Linked DNA regions of Sus scrofa: regions 1 and 2 are each linked to region 3. A link is a contact called in public HiChIP or PLAC-seq data. All regions are on one chromosome and are shown on one strand. Each heading gives the region's core, a stretch centred on a gene start, on an enhancer-like site or on the middle of the called end of the contact. The rest is flanking DNA. Distances are from core to core; before and after follow the strand shown.

Region 1 (3,882 bases), core at 245-2,744, 380 kb after region 3:
TCCCCTCCACATGTGAAAATTGTTTACATTAATCCTTCAAGGGGACACCAGGGGTGTGGCAGTAAGAGGTAGATCTCACTAGGAAAACTGTTCTAGCCTGGAAACTTCTTTTTTTGTTTTTTTAGGACTGTGCGCAAGGCATATAGAAATTCCCAGGCTAGGGGTCGAATCAAAGCTGTAGCTGCTGCCTACACCACAGCCACAGCAATGCCAGATCTGAACCACCTCTGTGATCTACACCGCAGCTCATGGCAACTCTGGATCCTTAACCCACTGAGTGAGGCTAAGGATCGAACCTGAGTCCTCATGGATGCTAGTGAGCATGACGGGAACTCCCTGGATGCTTCTTAGAATCACCTGGAAAGCTTCAAAATTCTTGCCTGGCCCATCACCACCCACCAGCTCTGGCCCCCTGCCCAGAGTTACATATGGTAAAGAACCACAGCTTCCCAGGAGATTTTAAGGTGGAGTCAGGGTTTGGAATCACTAATCTAGAGACTAAGATATACTGGTCTGGATTCAGAAATGAGAATTGAATGTTTTCTTCTAAATCTTATTTCCAGTTAATTGAATTTCTTAAGCACCCCACCCCACGCCCAAAAGGTGAATCCTTATCAGAGAACGGAGTGTGTGCTTAAGGGAAAACTGTGTGATGTGCTTGCTACTGAAAGGTTTGAGGGTGTTGCATTGCTCTCAGCCTTCAATACTTTAGGCCAACTTCCCACATGTGATTTATATAGAAATAGTGTTTGTCAGCACTAATTTCACTCCATCTTATTTTGTTCTAGTTACTTAAATTTAACAAGTTTTATAGTTTACAGGTAGGAGACAATTATCACCTTCATTTTAAGACAAACATATTTGATGCTGTCTTAAAGCATTTTACAAATGAACAGTTAAGAGTCACTAGCTTTTACTTTTTTAAGATCAGGCCCTAAAAATATTTCTATTAATTTAGCTTGCTATCTTACTGCTATAGGCTGAGGAAAGCATGGTTCTCTTGGATCAGCAACTAGTTGTCCAGTGCTGCAACAGTCACAGCCCCGGGTACCTGGGACGAAGGGAAAGAAGCCTCCAGAACGAGCTCATCTTGACAGGGTATTTTTCCTTTCTGGAACGCAGACGGCACATAAAATGCTGACTGCTCACTGTGTTTCAGAACTATCTAAACCAAGCTGAACTCTCATGAGCTGTGTTTGCCCCTGGCCTTCCATCTTTTCGCGGTTAAAGTCTCACTTTCAACTCGAGTCACTTAGATGATCCAAACCAAGTCTAACCGTTAAAGTGAGACCTGGTGGGCGTGACCTTAACAGCCAAAATGAGGGGACCGGACAAACTGTGCGCAGCTACAAAATATGATGTAATATTTAAATTTAAAAACCAGGGCGGGGAAGGAAGGCGTTGCAGCTAAGCGGCCTTTTTCCTTTCTTTTTTGACTGGCTGGGCACCACCTACCCCTCAGGCCGCCGGCTCCGGCCGCCTTTCCGTACGGCAATATGGCGCCTCCCTATGAGGAAGGGGGCCTCCCGGTTCCGAGTCACCGCCCACTGAGCCCCCTCAGCGGGCACCCTGCCGCGCCTCCGGCCTTTCCGTACCGAAACATGGCGTCGCCCTACGTGGGGCGGGCGCCTCTCGGCTAAAAGCTCTCTCTAGCTCGCTACCCGACGCTGAGGAGCGGCCACGCTGGCCGCTACTCACACGACCCGGGCGGGGAGGACCGCTGGCAGGGCAGCGAGGGATGCGGCCTCGGAGGGGCAGAGGCTGAACCGCCCTGCCCGCCGCGCATCCTCCCCGCCTCCGCCGCTGCGCCGGCCCCCCGTCAGATTCTCGGCCCAGCGGCAGGAGGGAGGACGCTGACTCCGTGGCAGGTGAGGGAAGCAGGCGCGGAGGCTGGCAGCCCTGCGGAGCCCGCACGGGAGGAACGAGGTCGAAATTATAGGCATTTCTTCGCTTTTTCCCGTCGGTCGGGACCCGGTGATGTCGCGTGGAGGCGTGGAAGCGGCGCAGACTGCGGGCGGGCTGAGTCTCAGCGCGGCCTTTGTCCCACCCCTCGAGGCCGTCCTCCAGGCGCGTCCCGCTTCCTTCGCTTGCTCCCGGCTCGGCCACTCCCTCGCCGGCCCAAACAGTTGTTTACCACGGAATCTGCTCGCTGGGAGAGAGTGGCACTGGGTGCTAGAGCAAGGGGTTCGCGCAGTCTCTGGACAGAGCTCCTTTATTTCGCTGAAAGACCCTTTCTGCTGGGGAGTCTCTTGTGTCCAGTTTGGGCTCGGCGTGCGGCTCAGATAGACGGTCTTCACGGCAAGTTCGAGGATCCTCCCACCCCCCGGTTCCCTTTTGGGGCATAGCAGGAATTGGGGAATGTTGAATGAATGAGCACACTGTACGCAATTAAATGGGTCCTCGCTGTATCCTATAGTCCTCTAATTAGAGTTACCATCTGTGGGGAAGGAAGCCTGTTGTGTACCAGCTGTCGTTATGCACGCTCTGTCCTTTACACTTGCCCCAAACCCAAGAGGTGGGTAGCTGTACTTGACAGATGAGGAAACTTTAGTTACCCAGCAGGTAAAGAGCCAGAATTGGAACCCAGGTTTGTTTTAGACCAACGCCCATCCCTCCTGTATAAACTGACTCTAGAGAGATGACACAGCTATCAACAACTATTTGGTGGTTATCTGTTTGGGGGAGGTACTTATATGTATGGAGCAGTATGGTTGGTCTTGCCCTTAAGAAGTTAAAACTCTAGGTGAAGACCTTTTTTTTAAAAATAAGAACTAGCAATTTTACGGTCTGACCCCAATGCATCTCTAGGTTTTCATCACCTGCAGCTTGTTCTCATTTTTGTATGCCTTCGATTGTGCCTTTTGAGTGAAATTCCCCCCTTTTCACCTCCTCTCTTCCTCTAGACGCTTTTTAATTGGGTGAAATCCTACTCTTTGCAAAAACGCAAGCTCAAGTAACACCTTTTCTGGGAAGGTTATCCCAACTTCCTCCAGGCAGAATTATTTACCTCCTCTGCTATATTCCCTAAGTGATTCATAATGCCATTAAGGCTTAAGTTTCACTGTATTTCCTTGTAAGAATGTCTGCCTCTCCCTTTAGACCATGCTTTTTCATCGTTCTCTTCCTCTTTAAATAAACATGTTTTGAATTGGATTTAAGGCAATGATGAAGGTCAAGTCGAGTAACCATCCCTACAGCAGTTTAGAGAAAGGTGCAAGCACTGGTAAGCTTGGGGAGGCGACGTCGGAGGAGGTAGGCCTTGAGCCGAATATTAAAAGGGTTAGTTTACGAAACAGTGTTAAAGACCTGGAAATCCTACTTTTCCTCCTTACTGCGCAGAATGAGTTACTTTATCCTTTCTGAGCTTATTCCCAGCATGTGAAGAGGATAAAATTAGAAGCGTTTTTGTTTGTCCTTTCTCCTAGAATATGCTGGTAGTGCTATCTTTTGGGTCTTGAGGCATTTCTAGAGCCAGACAGGATTTAGGTCAGAGTGGAGATGGGTGTCTGGAGTGGGCTGCTGGAAGGTAAAGGGGAACTACATTAAAGCAACCTTCGTATTAATAATACAGGCCTGAAAACGTCAATTCCAGTAACTTCATTCTATTTAATGGAGTATCTAATGTTCAGATAATTATATCAAGTGATTCTTTGGTCTAAAGTGCAGAAGAGAGTCTGCCAAACCTCCTGAAAACAGTCAACATTTCTTCTGATCCCTGGATTGCCTTCCAGGTGTGCAATAAGGTCTAATTAGTGCTTATGAAAATGTTCTGTGATCTTCACGTGCTAATAGTTCGAATGCTAATTATTTTTAGTAATATAAATGCAGTAACATTGTGTCTTTCTTTTCCCTTACTTGGGAACACCTTAAGAACAGAGAACT
Region 2 (4,455 bases), core at 1,577-4,076, 350 kb after region 3:
TACAGAAAAAAAGAAGAGAGAGAAAGAAAGAAAGAAAAAAAAGTCTGCAGGCTGTGCAACAGTGCACCAAGATCCATCTAAAAATGAATGGATGAAATTTCCTTTCACTTCGTAAACTGTCTGATTGTGATAAATCTAGATATGTGAGAGATTTTTTAATGTTTTTTTTTACTAGAGGTTCCTAAACATTAAATTTTAAAAAGCATTAAGCTGATATTTTTAAAGCTATGTATTTTAATAGGGTAATCATTATTTTACAAGATATCTACTATGTGCCCAACACATCAGATACTGAAAGAAATCAAAAAGATGTGGTACATGTATACAATGAAATACTACTCAGTCATAAATAGAATGAAATAATGCCATTTGCAGCAACATGGATGGACCTAGAGATTATCACACCAAGTGAAGAATGTCAAAAAGAGAAAGACAAATACCATATGATATCACTCATATGTGTAATCTAAAATATGACACAAATGAACTTATCTATGAAACAGAAACAGACTTACAGGCATGGAGAACAGACTTGTGGTTGCCAAGGGGGGAGGGAAGGGGGGGAGGGAGAGGGAGGGAGGGCTGTACTGGGAGCTTGTGATTAGCAGATGCAAACTATTATATATACTTATTTTATTTTAAAATTATTTGTTCATTTATTTGTTTTTTGTCTTTTTAGGGCTGCACCTGTGGCATATGGAAGTTTCTAGGCTAGGGGTCAAATCAGAGCCGTAGGCCATGGTCTATGCCACAGTAGTGCCAGATCCAAGCTGCATCTGTGACCTACACCACAGCTCGTGGCAACACCAGATCCTTAACTCACTGAGTAAGACCAGGGATTGAACCTATATTCTCATGGATACTAGTTGGGTTCTTAACTCACTGAGCCACAATGGGAACTCCCAAACTATTATATACAGAATGGATAAACAAGGTCCTACTGTATATTCAATATCCTATGATAAACCATAATGGAAAAGAATATGAAAAATGTACATAACTATATTAATATTTTTTACATATATATATAAAACTGAATCACTTTGTGGTATGGCAGAAATTAATATAACATTGTAAATAAACTATACTTAATCAAATAAAAAAACTTTTAAAAGATATGTGTGGTTTTCCCACTGTGGTGCAGTGCATTAAGTATCCAGCAATGCCACAGCTGTGGTGTAGGTTGCAGCTGTGGCTGGAATTCAATCCCTGGCCCAAGAATTTCCATATGCCAGGCAGGCGTGTAAAAAAAAAGAAAAAAAAAAGTGTGTGCTGAAATAATTACGTAATATCAATATGACGGCCCCCTAAACAGTGATGTACTTGATAATTGCCATGGATCTGTAGAGGAGAAATAATCAGTATAATCTGGAAAAAAAGTCTGTCCAGTGAAGAAAGTGGGATTTGAATTAGGCCTCCAGGATGCATAGAGTGTGGATAAGTAAAAAGGAGCATTTCGCCAGGTAAGACAGACAAAGATAGCACAAGCTGGTAAAAAATTCTTTGAAATTTTTATAAAATATCAAAATAGTCGCTTAAGTCAATATTACCGTTTCTCAAGATTTGGTTTCAAAAATAAGATGAGCTTTTTTTCTCCTGAGTAGTGAGAACGGACTTGTGTGTTGATTCGGTTAAAAGCATAAGGTAAAGTTAACTGGTCTACTGGATACCAGAAACCAGTCCTAAAGTGTATCTTTGAGAGCAATAGCCAACTGAGAAATTAACAAAGGAAATTCCTTGAACTGAGGCAAAGCTGGGTTTTACTACCACCAGGGGGAGGGAGCACATAAAAATACTAATCCAAATCTTAGGAGCAGCAATGGCTCAGGTCTCACCCGTTAAACCGGGGTCCCTAAGGTCGCAGCTTCTTGATATGGATTCTTTGAAATAACCACACGTATGTATTCTTCTAACCACGTGTAGGAGCGTCCTCCAATAAGCTAATGAACTCCCATTTAAAAACCATTTAATTTATAACGTTACGGTCGGTCATCCTCCTCCTCCTAATTTATTATACAGTACACTAAAGGTTTAAAATGATTGCGAAATCCGCAAGTTAGAAAGGGGAGGGGGAGAATTGAATTACTGGTCTCATATCAACTCATCTTTTCAGAGGTACCCCAGCATTGGATCCCTTTACCCTCCTCCTCCCCTTCTCTCCTAGTTCTGTCCCTGGCCACCAGACCCAGAGTTACTTTGAAGGCAGCACTGATTTCCTTGGCAGCCAGCCCCAAGGCCAGCCCCTGCCCTCCTGACTGACCTCTAGACATTGCTCCTCTGGGCCAGATAAAAGATTCGTTCTTTACAGGAAGGGATGCGTGGAAATGGGTGTGATATAATATTAAGCACTTAGGTTCCAGACCCAACTACTAAAATGCCGAACATGAGTTAGGTCGTGTAATCCTCGTTTAAAAAAATAAATAAATAAATCCGTTAAGTGGGTACTAATACTGCCCCCGCGCACAGGTGAGGACAGTGAGGCCCAGAGGTAATCCAGTGTGGGATGGGATGTGCTTTGCACCCAGCTGGTCTGAGGCTGCCGGGCGCTTATCCCTGCCTGCGCTTGGACTCTGCCAACCGCGACGAAATGCTGGCCGCGTGGGGCAGGCGCGGACTCGCAGGGTCGTGTTCGCAGAAATATTTCCCATCTGGCTACCCCGAGGCCGGGACTCAAGGGGAAAGCTGCCGTACCTTTCCCTTGCCCGCGGGGCAGCAGGTTACTGCCTGCCGGGCCTGCACGTGACCGGTGGAGCTTGGCGGTCCCGCGGGCCCGCCGGGGGCGGAGGATTCAGGGGGCGGTGCCTGCCGGAAGCCCCGCCCCTGCCCCGGCCAGTTAACTGGCGGCCGCAGCGCCGGCACCCACTTCGCGGTGAGGCAGTCTGAGGTGGTGGCGTGTGGTCCGCTGCTGCCATGGCCACGGTGCGGGAGAAGGCGGCGGCTCTGAACCTCTCGGCTCTCCAGAGCCCCGCGCGGAGGCCTCCCGGTAGGTGCCAGGGACCCTGTCCGGGGGCGGGCTTGGGACCCAGGCTGCGGTTCTCGCGCGGGCGGGAATTCCGCCGGGTACAGCCAGGTCCGCGGCGGCCTCCGGGAGCTCCTCACAGCTGCGGCCGCTCGGACCAGTGCCTTCGCTGCTCAGCTTTCTAAGTTACCCAAACTTTAACTTAACCGTGTCCTAGTCTGTGCTCCCGCTGCGGACTGGGCTGGCAGACGGTCACCAGACGTGCTCCACAGCAGTACTGGTGACAAGTATATCTGCAGTGGTATAGCTCTTTGCCTTCTGTCTCAGCCACAGACCTTGACTCCTCAGTACAGCCATGGCCCAAATGCCTCTCTTGCCCACTTTGTTCCCCAGATTCTTCCTGGGAGTGAGGAGAAGTTTCTGTTATATTAAATTGTACCGGCAGAAACTTGGCTTCAGGTATTTTTTGTGCTTTCCGGATAAACGGTATTTCAATGAATAGAAGTTTTTGCTTTTCTTTTTCAGAGGATTTATGTTATTAAGAGAGACGCTGGTGAATTCTGCCAGCTTAATCATGTGTTGGGGGGCGGTTTGCTTAGAATGTTAGTATGCTAACATCTTGGGGTTTTTTAAATGTTCCAACAACGGAACAGAATTGGACGATCGGTTCTAAAATTCTAATTCCAACGTATCCTACATCTCAGTTAATAGAGTTAAGACGTCCAGATAACACTTGGCTTTTTTAGTTTACTTTTAGAGAAGTTAGAACTTTCCCCCTTTTTGTAGCTGCAATGTGGGGTGCTTTAAGAATTAGTTCCCCATCTGACAAAAACTTTTCATTTGTAAAAACAAACCAGTGAAACTGTGACTCATTCCTCAAGGTAAGAGTGGTCAGTGGATTGTCGTAGGTCACATTGGGTGCATAATCTTCAAAATGCTAAGAATAAATTGTGATAGAGAAGCACTTTTCTGTTTGTACTTTTCTAAAAACAATCTTAATATTGACCTTATCCTCCAATTGAAAGGATTCAGATGAGCACATGATGGCTACATTCAGAATTTTTCCTTGTTTTATAGGAGAGAAGAGAAATAATTCATCATTTAGGAATATAAAATCAAATAGTCTTGGAAACAGTCTTGAGAAATCTTTAGGCTCACTTTTTAAGTGAAAGAAATTCCCAAGTTTTACATGATTAAAAGTCCTCTCTTGAAGCTCCAATTGCGGCTCAGCAATAATGAATCTGACTAGTATCCATGAGGACGCAAGTTCAATCCCTGGCCCCGCTCAGTGGGTTAAGGATCTGGTGTTACCGTGAGCTGTGGTGTAGATTTCGGATGACGTTCAGATCTAGCGTTTCTGTGGCTGTGGTGTAGGCCAGCAGCTGTAGCTCCCATTCGACCCCTAGCCTGGGAACTTTCCGTATGCCCAGGTGCGGCCCTAAAACGCTAAATAAATAAATAAAAAAGTCTTGTCTTCTCTAACACTTGAAATACCA
Region 3 (4,535 bases), core at 1,339-3,838:
TAATTTTAGGTATTTTTGTAAGTATATAGGGGCATCTCATTTAGTTTTAATTCTCATTTCCCTAATAACTGATGATTTGGTATCTTGTGTTTACTAAGATATCTGTATATATTCTTGGATGCAATCTGTTTACATTTTTTGCTGAGTTTTTAATTGGTTAGCTGTTTTCTTTTTATTGAGTTTTGAAAGTGCTTCATATACTCTGGATACAAGTTTTTATCTGATGTGTAATTTGCCAGTGTTTTCTCCCAGTCTGTGGCTTGTCTTTTCATTCTCTTAATAGTGTCTTTCAGAGAGCAGAAGTTCTTAATTTTGATGAAGTCTAATTTACCGATTTCTTCTCATTCATGGATCATGCCTTCAGAGATGTATCTATAAAACCTTTGATCACAAACCCAAAGTCACAAAAATTTTCTTCTGTATTTTCTCCTAGAAGTGTAACAGTTTTAGATTTTACATTTAGGTCTAAGGTTCATTTTAAGTTCATTTTTCCATATGGTTAAACTATGAATTCAGTTTCATTTTTCTCACATATGGATGTACAATTGTTCCAGCACCATTTGTTTAAAAGTAAACTGCCATTGTATCTGAGTCAAAAAGCAATTGACTGTGTGTGAATCTATTTCTAAGCTCTCTACTCTCTTCCTTTGATCTAATTGTCTTATCTTGATGTCATATCACAAACTGGCAAACAATGTCTTGATTACCATTACCATTTCACATCCCTACAAGCAATTTATTAGTTTCAGTTGCTCCACATCCTGATTAGAACTTGGTATTTTTTTTAAATTAGCTTTTGTAGTAAGTGTGTAGTGGTATCTTAGGTTTTTAATTTGCATTAAAATTGGGTTGTTCTCTTTCTTACTGGTGAATCTCCCACTTTTTTTTTTTTTTTTTTTTTTTTTTTTTTTTTTGGCTGCACTCAGGACACTCAGGAGTTCCCAGGCCAGGGATTGAACCTGTGCCACAGCAGTGAGAAAGCCAATGCCAGATCCTTAACCTGCTGAACCACCAGGAAATGCCTCCCATCTTTTATTCTTATACTTAACTTCCCCTAATTTTCTAAACAATATCCATCTCAGGTGTATATCAAGGCCTCCTTGCTATTCTTCTGCACTTTCAAATAAGAGGTAGCTTGCAATTACTGTAAGTAGATAGTCTGCCCCAGGATGTTAGAAGGGATTGGCTTGATCTTGGGCCAAACCTTTGGAGTCACCTTGAGTTCCTCTTTCTCTCACATTCCTTATTTGATCTGGTAGTAAATCTTATCAGTTTTACTATCCAGAATTCAATTAATTTCTCACTACCATTCTACCATCTTCTCTTGCTCTTATCTTTGTAATAGTTTTCTAACTAGTTTCTCTACTTGGGCCCTTGCCCAACTTATGTTTTGTAACACATCTGTCAGAGTGATCCTTTACTAAAAAAGTTAATTTGACCTCCTCACTCCTCTGCTCAAAACCTTTTACAGGCATAGAAAAGTCAAAATTAAATCTCTTATTAGGGGAGTTGCTGTTGTGGCTCAGTGGAAACACTCAGTGGAAACAAATCTGATTAGCATCCATGAGGACGCAGGTTCAATCCCTGGCCTTGCTTAGTGGGTTAAGGATTCAGCATTGCTGTCACTGTGGATCAGCAGCTACAGTTTCGATTGACCTCTAGCTTGGGAACCTCCATATGTCTTGGGTGCAGCCCTAAAAAGACAAAATAAATAAATAAACTTTATTAGGGCCTATAAAATTTGATCTGGCCATGCCTATCTCATCTCCTTTTCCTTTCCTCTTCTCTTACTCAAATGCAGCCCACAGGCCTCCTTGCCACTTGCCTCAAATCCTTTCCTTGCTGTCTTTTGCAGGAAAAGCTTTTCTGCAGATTTCTTCATTGGTACTTTCCTCATTTCGGTCAGTTCTCAATATCATGAGCCACTTTCTTTGATCACTCTGTCTAAAAAGGCATGCACACACGCTCATACACCACCCTTGTTCTTTACTTTTATCTTAATTGTGCTTAACATGCTACATAACTATGTCATAACAGTTAATACATTCAGAGTTCCCCGTATTTTAATTGCTTTATACATTACTTGATCTTATTTTTTCAAGAGGAAGCCGAAACGCAGCGGTTAACCATCAAGTGGTGCAGCAGGGATTCTACTCCAAAGAATTCGAATCTGGGGGTCCCTACTGTAAAACAGGATGCCATTCAGGACTCCTTTTCTAATTACTGTGTTGTTTGCTGTCTGTGTTGTTTACCCCACTGGATCGTAAAAGGCAAGTCAAGGAGCTTTGAACATTGCTGTTATTCCCTGGCCAGAGAGTACTGCCTGCTAAAGGCTTAAAAGTGAGTCAAATTATAAGCTTAAAAAAAAATTGGCTTAAAACTTCAGGTGCGAGGTGAGTTCAGTGAGACAAGCGGATCAGTAACAGATAGGACAGGGGGGAACACAGTCACAGCAGCTAGAGGCGCCGAGACGCGGCGCAGGAGTGGCGGCTTAGGGCGCTTCCGCCCCGCCCCGCTCCGCCCCCAACCAGAGCGCGCGCTGGGATTGGCCTCGGTGGCTCCGCCCGACCCGGTTACCCCTGTCCCGCAAGACTCGCGCAAGGTGACCCGGAAGCAGTTGGAGGCGCCGCCGCGCAGCCCAGCTCTCTTTTCCGGTCGGCGTGGTTTGGGAGGTGCTCGTTTGCGGTGCCCCGGTCTTCACCATGAGCGTCCCGGCGTTCATCGACATCAGCGAGGAAGATCAGGTATGCCCCTGGGCCGCGGCTGACGCCAGGGCGGGGTCCAAGGGTGGTGTTCAGCGGTGTGAGGGGCCACGTCCTGAGCGAGCCAGGGCTGTGCCGGCGGGAAGCTGCCTTACGGAGCCAGCCGGGGAGCCGAGAGCTGCCGTTCAAGGCCTCCACACGCCAGACTGGGGAGGCCGCGAGGCAGGGGCGTGCGTTTCTGGCTTGGAGTTGCACTAAGCTTGCGGGCCGGCGGGCCCAGGAGTAAGCCGCAGCTCGACGGCCAACTTCCTAGTTCGTGTCGGAACTCTTAGAGCCTGGAGTTAACTTCTATCGACGCAGTACTTTTGACTCATTGCAAAGGGTATCTGCTTCCGTCCCCTAATTAATAGCCACACCCTGAGTGGGAGGTGGCGAATCTTTAGGTGGCGTTAGCAGTACAAGGAAAAATAACTTCGATTTGAAAATCAAAATGGTTATGTGATCGCAGAGGCACAGGTGACCCCTATTTTGTACGTAGACTGTTTCATATCCTTATTTGAAGGGCAGGAGTGAGAGTTCTGTAACCGGAAACCATAACGTCATACTTTGAGGCATGCACCTGGTGAACAGCGCTAATATTCAAAAATTTTCTTTTTGGGTTTTGCTCTTTGGCGTTTATGGTTAATGCTTCTCGTTTCTCTCCGTAGCAAAAGTTAAACTTGTAAAGATCTTCCCTAATTTTGCAGAACTGAAAACTATATTCTGTGAGGTCTTGAGTGTTGTGATTTTGTATTTTTTTTCTTACTCCGCTAACACGGAAATTTTGGTTCCTGTAGAATAAAACATTCCTAGTCTAATGGAACTTTTATAATTGCAGATGTGGGGTTTTTGTTTGTTTTCTCCTTTGGTAGAAACGCAGACCCACAGCCCTGAAGAGCACAATAAGGAGAAAGGAAAAAGAAAGAAAAACAAGAAAGGGAAGGAGTTGAGCACAATTAGAAAGGAAGATGTGGAAGACAAGGGGAAAAAAAAAATACCTGATTAGGAATGGAATCTGTTGTCAACAAATGGTTATTAGGTTACTGAAAAGTACTTATTTTTTTTGTTTGTTTTTAAACATAGGAAAGGGTTTTTAGATGCAGTAAGTTCTTGTCATTGATTATATTTTAAAGTGTCATTTCTACTGTTCTTGTTTCACATTGGCCATTCCTTTAGTATATACGTGACTGCTTCAGGAGTTTTAACTTTGGTCGGATTTTCTGATTACAGGTGTGAAGTGGAGTTGCAAATCCTTTCCTTTGCTTTTACCACTCCACAACCACCTGTAGACAGTAAGGGTGACAGATGAAAACAATAAACTATTGATTGCATAGTTGGCTTTGTGTGCACAAAGCAGAAACCAAACAAATGCCTTTCGGAGGAGACCATATTGTATTTTCTTCAGCATGCACTGCTATTTTTGTGCTCTCTGATATGGTGATATTTGTTTTATGAAATCTTGCTTATATTGCCAAATCATGTGAAGGTACTGTGTTATCTGAAAGGATGGCACCATCAGATCTATAGATTTAATCTGCTATGGTAGCTAAACATATTTGTGGGTTTAGAAAATGTGATGCCTCTGAATTTACTAATGATATCCCTACGTCTCCATTTCACTTCATTTTAAGTATTGTCTGCATTCATGTTTGGCTGCCAAAAGTCCTCAAAAGTTATTAAATGTTACATATGCATTAGAGTAGAAAATATCTAGATGCTTGGATGTGGTACTATGGTTATGTTTTTATAGGTCCTAAAGTGCTTTCTAATCCAAATAGGCTTTTAAAAGGTTAA

The links. HiChIP or PLAC-seq counts read pairs in DNA pulled down with a chosen protein or histone mark.
Region 1: an H3K27ac HiChIP or PLAC-seq map of alveolar macrophages shows a contact between it and region 3. The contact joins the promoter of TCP11L1 here to the promoter of EIF3M in region 3. A contact is called at or near these places in 1 of 47 Hi-C or Micro-C datasets (heart right ventricle) and 1 of 2 datasets of contacts at active chromatin or transcription factors (alveolar macrophages).
Region 2: a contact with region 3 is called in an H3K27ac HiChIP or PLAC-seq map of alveolar macrophages. The contact joins the promoter of DEPDC7 here to the promoter of EIF3M in region 3. A contact is called at or near these places in 1 of 5 promoter capture datasets (liver) and 1 of 2 datasets of contacts at active chromatin or transcription factors (alveolar macrophages).

Annotation. Positions count from the first base shown.
Region 1 is chr2:27,900,778-27,904,659 of Sscrofa11.1, reverse strand. TCP11L1 (T-complex protein 11-like protein 1) reads left to right here and starts at 1,494. Exons shown (of 10, transcript XM_021083207.1): 1 at 1,494-1,868.
Region 2 is chr2:27,927,230-27,931,684 of Sscrofa11.1, reverse strand. DEPDC7 (DEP domain-containing protein 7) reads left to right here and starts at 2,826. Exons shown (of 9, transcript XM_021083209.1): 1 at 2,826-2,983. The coding sequence starts at 2,911.
Region 3 is chr2:28,280,865-28,285,399 of Sscrofa11.1, reverse strand. It overlaps EIF3M (eukaryotic translation initiation factor 3 subunit M), which reads left to right and starts at 2,588. Exons shown (of 11, transcript XM_005661051.3): 1 at 2,588-2,744. The coding sequence starts at 2,703.